2 separate regions of the Mus musculus genome follow, and region 1 is linked to region 2. Evidence: chromatin contacts called from public HiChIP or PLAC-seq data. All regions are on one chromosome and are shown on one strand. The core of a region is the stretch at or near the end of the contact, and the rest is flanking DNA. Distances in the headings are between cores, read along the strand shown.

Region 1 (7,632 bases), core at 1,445-3,944, 1.1 Mb after region 2:
AGTTGTTTATTATTGCTATTCTTGTTACTGCTGTTATTATTAATAATTTCTCTATGTGTGCACACAAGTGGAAGTCAAAGGACAGCTTTCACCCATCAGTTTTCTCCTTCAACTGTGGGACCCAGGGATTGAACCCAGGGTGCGAGGCTAAAGCAGCAGGCACTCTTAACTGGGACCACCTCACCACCAGCACCGTGCTGTTTCCTGAGCTCATTTATTAAAGAAAAGCATCTTCTCTATTTAACCTATTTTAAGGGTCTCTTTCTGTATAGGCACATGTATACATCCACCAGACCCTGTACCAGGTGCAGGCTCAATAGCAATCCCATTACAATGCTAGTTATAGGGTGCCTTTGTCTCATTCATTTTGTCTCCCTGGAATTTAGACATAGACAGAAGGGTTGGCAGGGTAATTAAGAGAATGGTTCTGGGGGCAGAGACCCTGTTTTCTTCCACTGTCCATTACTGTTCAACTTTTGTTTGGGCACTTGATCTCTCTGTGTCAAGTTTCCTCAGTGGATTTGCAACATGCAAGAGGATGAGAGTATTAACTTACAGAAAAGTGCACATGAGGCTTGGCTGATTTTTAATAGTGTTCCCTACCAATAGTCTTTCCTGCACCACAGAACTAATGTGCAAGAGAACTTACAAATGTAAAAGTGGCTTCACATTGCAGAAAATTCATGAGACTAAAATACACTGATAAATCAAAATCTTTTAAATAGAAAGAGGATTTTCCATGAGTGCTCAAGATGAAGACAATCACAGAGGAATTTTGTGTCCCAAATTTTTTTTGTCCTGAGCCCAGCTAAAGCAGCAGTAGAAACAGGCAGTCTGGGCCTGTCCCTCTCCCACCCCATCCACATAGGGACTTCTAAGAAGCAGGAAGCTATCTAACTTAGGCTTGGATGCCAGTGACTTTGCTTAAAGTAGACTGGGGGGGGGGATGTTATATAATAAATTATAGCACATCAATGATGTCACTTTACTCACAGACCTGGCTAGGTTGGCTCGGGTGCTTTTTACTTCTGCCTTGTTCTGGAACCTCGATCTGCTAAATAGATTTGCAAAATGTCAGCACAGCTCAAAGAAGCAAGCACATGAATAATCATTAATTGACATGTCTCCCTCTCCACAGTCATATTTCTAATGACCCTACAACCGCCAGTCATGGAGTATCCACACCTCCACACCTGCCTGGCAGCTGCACACCTGCCTGGCATCTCCACTCCTGCCTGACATCTGCACACCTGTCTCACATCTGCACACCTGCTTCACATCTGCACACCTGCCTCACATCTGCACACCTGCCTCACATCTGCACATCTGCACACCTGTCTGCTTCACATCTGCTTGCCTGCTGTTCCTATGGCAGAATTGAAGTCACCAAAGTGACAGGAAACTTCTATCTAACAATGGTGGCTGTCTGTGGATCCTGTAATTGAACACAGCCTTTAAAAGAATTTCAAAGGAAACAAAATGTCCTTCAAGGTCCTGAGATCATCTATGCAGTTCTGATGAATTCACTGAAACAAAGCCATGTGGGGCTTTGGGCAGACAAAAGGCAAAATTAATCAAACCAGAACCAGAGTGAAGGTTTGGGCTGGGCCTTGAGTGAATAAGGTGCAGCTGTTAGGGACCCAGAGGAGGGAAGTGATAACCTGGGCTGAGGGCAGGGTTTAAAGTAATAATAATGATGATGATAATAATAATAATAGATAGGTAGATAGATAGCCATAGTATCGCATTGTTATTTGTAAATATCACTCAGGATCCTGGGCAAGGCATATACTCAACAAATGGCTTAAATCCTGAACTGTTGTGAAATGTCCTTATGTTGTTTGAATTCTGATGTTAATTCTGCTTTCTCAAGAGGGATTGCCCCTGATAAGCAGTTGACCCCATACTCAGGTGATCTCATATGACCCTTCTCTCCATTTTAACTGGTCAATAAAGGCTAAAACCTGTGATTGGGCAATGAAGGGGAATGGTGGGGCAGGAGATCTTTGAGATGGCAGGTAGGGGAGAGAGAGGACAGAGAGGGGGAAGGTGGAAAAGAGGAGAGGGAAGCCAAGATGGAGCAGAACCACGTGGCCAGGAGAAACTGCAAGTAGCAAAGGGTCTCATAGCTGGGAAATAAGTCAGTACAGTGCTAGATCTGCCCAATCTAGAAACAAACGTATAAATATAATAACTAGATTGTGTATTTTTATACAGCCTTATTGGAGTTAGAAATCTACACTATTTGGCACCCAATGTGGGTCTTAGAACTGAACTAACCTAAGATAAAAGCTCCCCCACCTCCAATGTAAGCTCTAAATCTGCATCAGGGTAGATATTAAACATCAAGTAGGGCTAAGGGGTTTTCAGATAACTAACTGAGAGGCTCCTGCCCCAAGCCCCAAGCAAACTGCTACAACCAGAGGTAGCAATCCAGCCCAGAGCTGGGACTTAGACAGTGCTACAACATGGTTGGGAATCTTTGAGCTTAAAGAAGGACTAAGGACCCTGGGATGTGACTGCCTGTGAAGACACAGCTGTGAGCCTTCAGAGGCCTTATCATAGGCACAGCGGGCTGACCCAGGCATCTGCACCTGAGCAAGCCTTTCCGTGCTCACTTTCCCATATGCCCCACATCTAAAGAGGACACAAGACAGCCAGATCTGTTCTACCAACAGCCAGTACTACAGACTGTCTGAGATCAGCGGAAATGCAACTGGCCACAACCCAAATAAAGACAGGACAGCTAGAAGCAAACTGCAGTGTCCCAAGCTGAACAATAGAAAGAAAGACAAAGGCACAAGAAGCTCCAGATCAGGTAATAAGAAGTATAAACTGATTATTTATGTATATAGCTATATATCTATCTATATATTAGATACTTAAAGATGAAAACCACAATAAATACCTCTTTATGATTTTATGGGAAGATATTTTGGATGGTTCAACAGGGATGAATTTAAAGGAAATTGACACCTTCCTAGTTATTATTACAATTTTAAGTATCTTGGTACTGTGTTGTTTTGTTTTTTTTTTTTTAAGTCAGGGCCCTAGATAAAAAGTGACGAGGCTTAGAAAAGGGATTAGAGGAAACACTGGAACTAAAGGAACAGGAATTTATAGGTCATGATAAGTGACAGAGAGAGATAAATGAAGATTAGAAACAAGAGCTGGAAGAGATGCTTTAACAAAAGAAGAAGAATTTCATAGATCAGACTGAACAGCAAGGAGATAGTGATAAAATTTGGAAGCAGAGCCTAGAGGATGATTTACTAAGGGTAGTAAATCAACATAAGGCAGATACAACAATATCAAAATTACAGCATAAAGAAAAATTAAAATCATGGAAGCAGGGCCTATAACAGAAGATATAGGAATTTATATGAACAACAGAATGAGAAATCTAAGGCTTAGCAACATGTCCTAGAGGAAACACTAGAACTAAAGGTAGAGGAATTTATCTGTCGTGATAAGCAACAGAGCGAGGAAAATGAAGGTTGGAGACAGGAGCTGGAAAGGATGTTTAAACAAAAGATACACAAGTTCACAGACTAGATTGAGCTGCAGAGAAAGAATAATGGATATTAGAAGCAAGGCTTGGAGGAGAACCTTTTAAAATTAATCAATCAAAATAAAATAAACAGCAGAACTTCAGAATTACAATATTAAAAACAAATTAAAATATGGAAGCAGAACCTTAAACAGAGAATACAGGAACTTATGGAACAGGAGGAACAACAAAAGGAGATATGAAGCATGGGCACAGACTTAAGGGAGGAACTTAAAATATTAATTAGGGAAAATGTTCAGGTAGAAACAGAAGGTAAAATTAGAGAAAGCCAACCAAAGGTTGTTAGAAAACAAACTTTAGTTTACCCTGTTCATATACAGCAAAGACCCCCCAGAGATAGATTACATAGTGCTTCATTAACCTTAAATTTTTAAAATGCTAATGAACAAAAAACTATGTCTGATGATTGTAGAAAAAACTGCTGAACTAAACCAGCCTGTTTATTTTAAGGATGGAAAGCAGGAAATATGTTATGCTGGGGAAGGGGTTATGCCTATATTTCCACTGGAAAAGAAATGCTATGGGTTCCTTCTAAGTTGATAAAAATCAGGCATGACAAATGGAGACCCACTGAAGACCTTGGCTATGGACAAGAAGAAGAAGATTGACAAGATTACAAGACAGGTGATATACATGTCTCTATTCACAGGGACAGCTCTGGGACCAGATGGCACTTAAATGTCTATACACAGCCAACAACTCTTATTTGGCACAAAATTCTCATGACTTATTATTACATACCATCTATAATTCCTAAATAACCAGAACCATCCACCATAAGTGGAAATTTATATTGTAGTTTGATTATGTGATCAAACTAACCTTTAAAGAAAGGCAGTTATCTTCTTATTGATCTTCCTTAACTGATCTGTGCACCTTGCACATTCCATACGAATGTCTTTACAGAACTATGTGTTGCTTAGATGTTGCAGAATGGAAGAGGAGGAAGACAGCCCTGAGAAGATTCACACTCCGGGATGCTGAGATTCTGGGACCTTCCATTCCAGCTCCTTGCTTGACTCTACTTCAACCACATCAAAGCTGTTTCCCCTAAAGACTTGCTTCCAGAACAGTTCCAGAACATCTTGACCCTTCAGCCTTTCAGACAGTTATAGTCAGGACATCAGCTAAGCCATGAACTTTCTCAGCACATAGAGACTGGATGGCAAAAGATGCCGGCTAGCCTTCCTTTAACAAGGTCAAGTTTCCTGTTTCCCTCTGGGCCCCCAGAGGGAATTATTTGCCCCAATTCAGCTAGAAGCAAACAAAAGAAGAGCATCTTCCCAGTTCCTTAAGTTGAGGTGGATGGTTCTGGTTGTTTAAGAATTATAGGCCGGGCAGTGGTGGCGCACGCCTTTAATCCCAGCACTTGGGAGGCAGAGGCAGGCGGATTTCTGAGTTCGAGGCCAGCCTGGTCTACAGAGTGAGTTCCAGGACAGCCAGGGCTATACAGAGAAACCCTGTCTCGAAAAACCAAAAACAAAAAACAAAAAAAAAAAAAAAAAAAGAATTATAGATATGTTGCCATTTAAGGGAGACTTTACAATGTTGTAGCTTTGGACAGAGAGGAAACTAGAGAGCTTAGACTCTGGGATTTCTGCCCTTTCTTTCCTCTTCTCTTCCCTTCTTTCTTAGATGAAGGATAGGGGTGGAAAAGAAAGGTGGATATGTAGTATTATAAAATTAAAGAAATAGACAAATAGGAATAGGTTATTAAATTTACTCTTAAGCAAAATATTGTATAGCCATAATCCTACATTGATAGAAATCTTTATCTTGGATACAAAATTAAAGTTATAATTTCTTACGTTGGTTTAAGGTTTTCATTGGGATAAAATTTTGTATATTTATACAAAATTTAAATTTACTATTGTTACTCTTAGATAGGCATTATGCCTATGTATCTTATTTAAGAATTCAAAGGATTAGACCCAATCTTTCTAATGGCTGCTATTATAAGCTGTCTAGGATGATTAACTAATGCAAGTTAATAGTCAGATAGTGAAACTCATGATCATATTAGATTCTAATTTAGTTAATTACAAATGTTTTCAAGATTATTCAAATAGTAAATAGCGAAGAATAATTAATGTTTGATAATTCAGTTATGCTTTATATGTAACCTTCAAAAGCATCAGAGATCCACAGAATATGATATCTAATATTATGTCATTACTAAAGATCAATTGACTATGAGACATGTGTGCTCCTGACAGTGTCCCCATTCCACTTCAAGGACGATACTGTGCATCATTACCTCCAGATGAAGTAGCTTCAATCATGGCAAGGTAACCACTAGGCAAGAATTGTCTAATTCATCTACAGACAAAAATACTGTTCCAAAAGGACACACAGATGTGGGACAGTCAACTGCTAAGCTCTGCCAATACAGAGTAAGCAAGTCCTTCAGAGTTCCTGCTTCACTTAGATGGTTCTGGGCCAGAAGACTGAAGACAGATGCTCCAACATTATAAGAAGTTAGGGTACTGTCCAGACAGTCAGCTGTCTCTACAAATTGTATAGTTTTGGAAGCTATGTGTTTGCTTTCTACACATTCAGTCAATATTTAATTCCTTCTCAGATCTCTGGCAGGGTTGAAGACTAGTTATAGTCTCATAATTGAACTTACACTGTTTAGCATTAAAGAAGATGTTCCAGATTTGAAAGGACAGATTTCAGATGGCAATAACAATTAAAACCAACATAAATCAGGCACAGAATTGTCAACTCCCTAAGTTAGGATAGATGATAGAGTACTTTATCTAAGTTGACAAATATGATAGACTGGATATTAAATCATAATTTATAATTTACATAAAAGAGCCTTTTTAATTGGACAAAGGGGGAAGTGTTGTGGGTTGTTCTGATGCTGTTTGAATTCTGATGTTCATTCGGCTTCAAGAGGGGTTGCCCCTGACAGCCAGTCGATCGCATGCACAAGTGATCTCATGTGAAACTTCTCCCCATTTTAACTGGTCAATAAAGGCTAAAGCCTGTGATTGGGCAGTGGAGGGGAAAGATGGGACAGAGGTCTTTGATAGTGGGGGCAAGTAGAAAGGAGGATGAGGAGAGAGGGGGGATTGGGAGTGGGGAAGAGGAGGAGGAAGCCAAGATGGAGCAGAACCACTCGACCAGGAGAAACTGCAAACAGCAAAGGGTCTCATAGTTGGGGAACAAGTCAGTACAGTGCTAGATCTGCCCAATCTAGGAACATAACTTAAAAGTTAATAACTAGATTGTGTGGTTTGGGTTTTTTTTGTTTTGTTTTGTTTTGCTTTTTGTTTTGTTTTGTTTTTTTTTTTTGCAGCCTTATTGGGGTTGGAAATTACTACAACAGTGAACTGTTATTTATAATTCTATTTGTTTGTTTGTTTTGTGTGTGATTTGGGTTTTTTGATTGTTTTGTGTGTGATCCTGTTTGTTTTCTGTGTGTGTGTGTTGGTGTGGGTGTGGGTGTGTGTGAGATGCTATGCATATGGCCATCAGAGGATAGCCCCAAGGAATCAGTTCTCTCTTTCCAACATGTGGGTCCTAGGCATGGGACTCAAGGCTTGGCAGCAAGCACCCTTAACCACTGAGCCATCTTGCTGGCCTAAAAATTCCTTAAGCAAGTCAGGGTCTTACTGTTAACTTGGGCTGGTCTTGTACTCTCTGTAGTTCAGGTCATCCTGAACCTCTCCACCGTCCTGCCTGAGATTAGTGAACCCTGAGATCGCATCTCTGTACCACCACACTTGACACTGTAGGGCTTTTCTAGAACCATCTGCATAGCATTTGACGGAGGGGAGGCAAATGAAGGAACTGAGGTGAGGGAGGCTGTGGTGGCTGCAGAAAGGGGGTGTATGACAACTGTAGTCTTCATCAGGGAGATATGAAGGCACAGAAGGCAGGCAAGGAGAGACTGGAGGCATACATATGCAACCTCTTTTCCCACTTGGTGGCTCATGGGAAGCAGAGTGACAGAGCACCCAGAGGTTATGGGCAGGCACAAAGCAGGGTGAAGAAGGGCCTGGCACCTCTAGTGGATGTAACCAGCTAGTCAGGAGCTAGGGGAGGGCTTC
Region 2 (6,963 bases), core at 2,352-4,851:
GTTACTTCATCTTTGACAAAGAAGCTAAAACCATCCAGTGGAAAGAGCATTTTCAAATGTTGCTGGCACAACTGGTGATTATCATGTAGAAGAATTCGAATTGATCCATTCTTATCTCCTTGTACAAAGCACAAGTCTAAGTGGATCAAGGAACTCCACATAAAACCAGAGACACTGAAACTTATATAGGAGAAAGTGGGGAAAAGAACAGGGGAAAAATTCCTGAACAGAACAGCAATGGCTTTTGCTGTAAGACCGAGGATCGATAAATGGGACATTTGATTATCTTGATTCACCAATTGTGGGTGGCAATGGTTTTATTGCCTCTGTATATGAAACTGTTGTAAATTTTGTGAAAAATAAGGGAGATGCTGCTGCTGGTTGGCTGCTCTGGAGGATTAATGTACTGACAAATTGACTGTCTCCAGATTCATATAAACAGTCTAATGGTTTCTAAGTGTGTACTGGGAGAGAATTTTCTTTCCCATAGTTCCAAGCTGCAGAAAAATCCAGCTGAAGTTTTCATTATTAGAGTAGCTGAAACTCAAGTCCTAGCCTCAGAGCAATTCAGTGGTTAAAGTAAAGACATTAATCGGTAAAGACTGGGATCCTACAACTTGGCATGGGATGTGTGGGAGGACAACACTGAAGTCAGAAATTTGAACCTGTAGATTCTCAAGGGTTTATCTCACCCAAGGAAGCATTATCCTCAGCCCTACCCCTTGAAATATCATATAAGAAATTATACCAAAATGTCTGTTGGTGGTGGCACAGCTCTTTAATCCCAGTACTCAGGAAGCAGAGGCAGATAGATCTCTGAGTTTGAAGCCTATTTACACAGTTGAGTTCCAGGATAGTCAAGGCTATACAGCGACCTTGTCTCAAAACCAAACCAAACCAAACCAAGCCCCAAACCAAAAACTATGCCAAAATATAGGCTAAAACCAAATATTTATTACCTCATAGTTTCTAATGGAGTTCTCAAATTCAGGGGCACTTTCCCTGGCTGTGATAAAGAGGAGGTTCTGGCTCAGAGTTTTTTCCCGAGGTGGCCAAGCACAGCTAGAGGTTCAGCATCTGAAGAACGAAATCTCAATCAAGCACAGAAGCTGTTTCTCATCACGGGGCCTTGCCCACTGTGTAGCCTGAGTATCACATTCGGCAGCTGGCTTCCTTCAGAGCAAATCCTACCATATCAACAGTCCCTCTTACATCTTACTTGAAGAAGTCACACACTGTCATTTCTGCCACAGTGTATTTTTCAGAAGTGAGTCACTAAATACCTCCAATACATCCAGGCATAAGAATCAGGCTCCATCTTCTGAATGGGGTGCTATAAACAAATTTGTGGAGATATTTTAAATTAAGTTCTATAGGAAAAATATTTGATTTTTAAAATTTAATGTGTGTCTTGGTGAGGGTTACTATTGTTATGATAAAACCCCATGACCAAAAGCAACTTGGGAAGGAAAGGGTTTATTTGTTTTGGAGAGGATTGTGGAAGGATCTGGAAGTTTGGGTTAGAAAAGTGCCTGAGTGTTGAGAGCTCAGTGGGCTTTTCTGCTGAACCTTTGAAGATCAGAATGTTGAGGGCAATGTAGACTGTTCTTTACATTTTACTGTGAATGATTCAGATAACTAAGTGCTTATAAACCTTATGGAGGAAGTGGAACATAATTAAAACTATTTTATTACACTTATTTGTATAAGTGCATGTCAGAAGCCAGAGAAGAGTTGTAGCAGTCAAATGCTCTCTTCTAACTGTGTGACCTCCAGGAACCAACTATGACTGTCAGGCTTGACAGCAAGTGTCTTTACTGGCTGAGCTATCTCACCGGCCCTGGACATTAATAATTTCTGAGAAACACCATTCTAGCATCAAGTATTTTAAGATAAAATATTGCAGATATGATTGTAGTACTCTGAATTCTGTTCCTGTTTTATTCTATTTCTTCTTTGGAGGTGATCCACTTAACTCACGAAACACACACACACACACACACACACACACACACACACACACAAGCTTGAAACAGAGAACTTTCTCCACTTGCTAACATAGGTCTACAAAAATCCTACAGCTAATAGTATATTTAATGGTGAGAAAGTTTCTGCTAAGCAGCCTGTTCTGAGCTAGATTGAGACCTACTTCTGTAGATTTACTGTCTACCCAATTTGCCTCATGGTCTTTCAGAAGAGACTTCAAAAATATATTGTGTTTATGTATATTGCCTTAGAAAAGATGTGAGAGGTTTGGAGAGATGGCTCAGTGGTTAAGAGCATTGACTGCTCTTCTGAAGGTCCTGAGTTCAAATCCCAGCAACCACATGGTGGCTCACAACCATCCATAATGAGACCTGCTGCCCTCTTCAGGGGTGTCTGAAGATAGCTACAGTGTACTTACATATAATAAATAAATAAATCTTAAAAAAGATGTGAGAACAGAGGATCTTTGGAGAAGCCTACTCATTTGACAAACAATAATAATACAAATGAATTAAACTTACTTTGATTATAGAACAACACTCATGGGTTGAAAATGATTAACTTTTAGTAAACAAACAAATTGTATCCAGATAATGTTTTTAGGCTAGGGATTTGGCACCTTTTTTCTGGATATAAAAGAAAAACTTCATGTTTAGCACTCTATATATTATTTTAAGCATCTGAGTAACATCCTGATAGTGTTTTATTAGATTGTCACACATGTATAGATTTATGGGAATTTTAATATTAAAACTTCTCAGCCATGGATTCAACCTAGTTGCTGTTCAAGTATTTTGGGTAACAAGAAAAATGTTTATTTTGCTAATTAGGCTTTCATAACATTCACATTACATGGTCATTTATTAAGGCTTTTGAGGAAGCAGCTGCTGTGAATTAGCAATTGCTTGCTGTTTTTTCTGCCTGCGAAATCTAATTCATTATTTTCACTATTAAAATGAACTTTGGCAGTCTCACGAATACCATTTTCTATAGCAATCTCCAATTCTCTCAAGAAATAGTATTTTTTTTTAATTTCAAAAGTTTTATGAGTGGGCATTGAATAACCTATAAAGGAAAACTATTTTCAAGACACTATGTTTTCTTCAAAAGTTACCTAAAATTAAGAGAGGCTGGTTTAAAAAAAAAAAAAAGGCAGCATATCCCATGCTATTTCTATCCACTCAGTCTATTATCTTCTAAGGTAGATGTTTGAGTTATTGCTGTTAGCCCACAAGTTACCACTACTAACATCTATACATCTATTTCATCGTAACATAATCCACACTGTCCTTACCACTTATTTCACTTTTGGCTCAGGACTCTTATTTTCACATTCTCTCAGCTTTTTGGGGACCTCCATATTAGACGGTAGGCCAGTCCTCTCCATTCCATGCACCCTATGCACACTAACTAGGGGCTATTTCACCTCTGCTTTGAGAACGAGATTATGTACAGTATGGTTTAAGCTCACTCTTTTAAGCTGTTCACCCCTGATCTCAACTGTGTACCCACGTCCACTTTCCCGGCCTTGCAAAAAAACTTCAGCAGTAAATTTAAATCTTCCGCCTTTCTTAGCTCCTCCCACCTGTCTTTGACCTCCACCCTACCGAATCCCAGTTCCTCTTTCCAGTTCTTCCAGTAGCCACGGAAAACAACCGTTTCTCAATTTTCTGGGCTTGAAGAACGAAGGCTACTTCTCCCGCCTCCACGGCACCCTGCGTTCCTGCCGCCTCCGACTACTAAGCCTCTTGGGCAGTATTGGGTCACGTCCCGGCCATCGCCGTGTCCCTGCAGCGCCACTTCCGGATCGCCGGTGCTTCCACTTTACCGGTCCGCATCCCGCACCGAGCTCTTCGTAGAGTTAATTCCTAACCCAGAGCGGTGGCAGCGGGGATCCCGGCCTAGCCAAGCCGGAGTCGTCCCAGGCAGGCAGACGCGCGGGGTCCTTGTCCCCACCGCGGAAACCTGACGGACGGCGAAGCCCGCACACCCGGAAGTGGCGCGGAACGCGTGAGGCGTTTCCGCGGCGGACGCCAGGTACCCGGAGGAAGAGCGCACGCCGCCGCTCTGTGGCGTGTTTACCTTGGAGCGGGTGCGGCGGCGGCGGCAGCAGCGGGCCTGACGCCAGCTCGGTCCTATGGCCGGAGATCCGCCTGCGTTCCGGGAGTCGACCGCCTCTGGCTGGGCTGCGCTAGGGTAGGAGTGAAGCAGGACGTGCTGTCCTCCCACGCCCGGGGGCCGGCCGCCTCCAGCCTCTCTGCCTACTCCTCGTCAGGTGAGGCGCTCAGTTAGCGGGGAGCTCGCGCCCGGACCCGGAGGGCGGGCGGGCGATCCGGGAGAGCGGCCTTGCCAAGCTTCCTGAGAAGTGCATTTCCAGTTGCTGCCTGTCGATTCAGTTACTTACAAAATTTCCGTCTTTACCCTTTTCAGGATCTGACTTCGACGCTTAAATTTGAAGATGCTGGAGTCGTACGTAACTCCAATTTTAATGAGTTATGTGAATCGCTATATCAAGAACTTAAAACCTTCAGATCTCCAGCTTTCACTATGGGGTGGGGACGTGGTTCTCAGCAAACTCGAGTTAAAGTTGGACGTTCTGGAACAGGTAAGCAGTACAGCTGCCATCGGAACATCTTCGTCTTGATAGACATAGCCTGTCTAGTATGTTTTGAATGATAATAAATTTCCTGTTAGCGTGTTTTGCCTACTGTGTAGTTAGAGACTTCATTTTATAGAAAACAAACAAACAAACAAACAAACAAATACAAGGCTTTTTGCCTCGTAAGGGCTTATTCTGTTAGGATTCCCCAACATTTTTTCAGCCGATAGAAATTTCAGCTTGTTTACTCAGTTCTCAAGCACTGCCAAATATGCACACTCTTACAATGTCATATGAAACGGGGAAACATTACATGCTTGTTCTTCTTTTGGGTCAGTGGGCGAGTGTGAAAAACAGCAAGAGCACGCACATGTAAAGTTCTGTTCCTTTTACCAGGAGAAATGACATCACTCATGGATCCTCAGATTGACTAGACACAGGTTGAGAATGATGGTAAAACTGGAAACATCTTTACTAATCACTTTTTAAGGTTTTTTCTTTTTTTTTTTTTTTTTTTTTTTTGGTTTGGCATTGGAATGATCTGATGCAAATAACTCTGACTTCAAAGTTCACATACTCAATAATTCACTTACCACATTTATCAATGACATATGCCAAGTACTTCTCATATGCTTGAGCTATGTGTATACACATTATCTGCGGGAGCGCAAGAGCCAGAGAGCAGCTGCTTTGTAGGAGAGGCTTGAGCTGATGGGGGGGATGGTTATCAATACTTTTCATGGCGTACTCTTGTTATTGGATAATCCAGACAAAGCACTAAGAAAACCAGCTTTCCCCATTTTCTGCAAACGTTATTGGATGTCTTTGATATTTTCATTTTAGTTTTTAAAAATGAGAACAAATCCTAAGTATGATTGTTGAACTTTAAGTATGGAAATACCTGTGAATTCACCATCATGATGAAGGCAGGGGTGTCTCTAGCACCCTACAAGATGTACCTGTGTGCCCACCACACCAGACTCCCAAGACACTGCTGGTCTCATTTCTGCACTTTTGTGTTACTCAGATGAAGGACTGGACTTAGCACTGCCTGCATGCTGGCCAGGCCTTCTGCTGCTGAGCCGCATGCCATAGCAGTTAGATTTTCGTGAAGGAGGTGTTTGGGTTTTAACCTATTGAGCTTCAGGTAAATAGAAGTGATTTCTGCCTAGCAGCTACTGGTGCTTTCTTCTCCCTCCTCCTCCTCTTCCTTTTCCTCTTCTTCCTCCTCCTTTTCCTCTTCCTCCTCCTCCTCCTCCTCCTGCTGCTGCTGCTGTTTTGATGAACCCATAGTGCTGAGTCAGCAGCAGCTTGTTCTTTGTGTTGCTTTTGTATTCCATTTTGTAAGATGTCACAGTTTATCTGTTCTGTCAGTAGAACTTTCACTTCTTTATATTGCTGGCTATGAACATAATGTGTCTATGAACAATCTCTTGTGTGCATATTTATATACATAAGCATTAGTTTCCCTAAAGTATATCTAGGAGGTAGGCACATGTCTGATTTCAATATGTATTGTTAATAGTTTAACAGAGTGTATTAATTTACAGTCTTACTTATGGTTTTAAATATTTCCCAATTTTTCTCCTACTTGGTATGTTTGTTGCTTTAAATCTTTGGCTTTCTGATGGATGTGTAGTGATGTGCCATTGTATTTTATTTGAATATTTCTATATGTATTGGCTGGTTATGTGGATATCTTTTGTAAATTCTCTGGGTTTCTTGAGAATGTGAATATTTGCCTTTCCTAATTGTTGTGTGGGAATTTATTTTATGTTGCTTTTGGCTCTGAGTATTGAACCCAGAAGCTCACAGGCACTAAACCTGACCTGCTGAGCTATCTTGCCAACCATCCACTATTATTTCTTTATTTTTACTTTAAAAAATTTATTTAAGGTGTATGAATGTTTTGTCTGCATGTATGTCTATGTACTACATGTGTTCCTCTTGTCCTTGGAAGTCAAAGAGGTGTCAGATCCCTGGAGTTAAAGATGATTGTGCGCTGCCATGTGGATGCTGGAATTGAACCTGGCTCTCCAGGTTCAACTGTTCTTAACCACTGAGCCATTTTTCCAGCTCCTGGTATTATTTTTGAAGTGTCCTTTTCTTTTTTCAGTTTTGCTAGATTTTGCTTTGTGTATTTTGTGGCTCTTTTCTTGCATATTTTATCTGATCTTCCTGAATTAATCTTTTTAATCACTATTAAGTGTCCTGTTTGACCAGTTTTGGTTTATTTGGTGTGGCAATGAGTGTGTGTGTGTGTGTGTGTGTGTGTGTGTGTGTGTGTGTATGTAGTGTCTGTGAGCATGGCATATGTTTATAAGGTATATGTGTGTTTGAACCTCTGCATTTGTGTGTGAGGGCCAGAGGGCCAGTTG

What was found. HiChIP or PLAC-seq counts read pairs in DNA pulled down with a chosen protein or histone mark.
Region 1: a contact with region 2 is called in an H3K27ac HiChIP or PLAC-seq map of microglia, with 6 times the contacts expected there. The contact joins the enhancer-like site here to the promoter of Vps13b in region 2. A contact is called at or near these places in 3 of 115 datasets of contacts at active chromatin or transcription factors (embryonic stem cells, large pre-B cells and microglia) and 2 of 9 other capture datasets (adipose tissue and liver).

Annotation. Positions count from the first base shown.
Region 1 is chr15:36,506,702-36,514,333 of GRCm38.p6, forward strand. It overlaps Snx31 (sorting nexin 31), which reads right to left. Exons shown (of 14, transcript NM_001347022.2): 13 at 998-1,054. Among named protein-coding and RNA genes, the nearest start is that of Ankrd46, 14 kb to the left of the region's middle. Within about 2 kb of position 2,695, at least 1 of the 459 cell types and tissues checked has an H3K27ac peak or open chromatin away from gene starts, as enhancers often do. A contact at or near this core is called in microglia, where this site is marked.
Region 2 is chr15:35,367,517-35,374,479 of GRCm38.p6, forward strand. It overlaps Vps13b (vacuolar protein sorting 13B), which reads left to right and starts at 3,602. Exons shown (of 62, transcript NM_177151.4): 1 at 3,602-4,261; 2 at 4,417-4,591. The coding sequence starts at 4,445. It overlaps LOC115488525 (a long non-coding RNA gene), which reads right to left. Exons shown (of 2, transcript XR_003951638.1): 1 at 5,179-6,963; 2 at 2,712-4,644.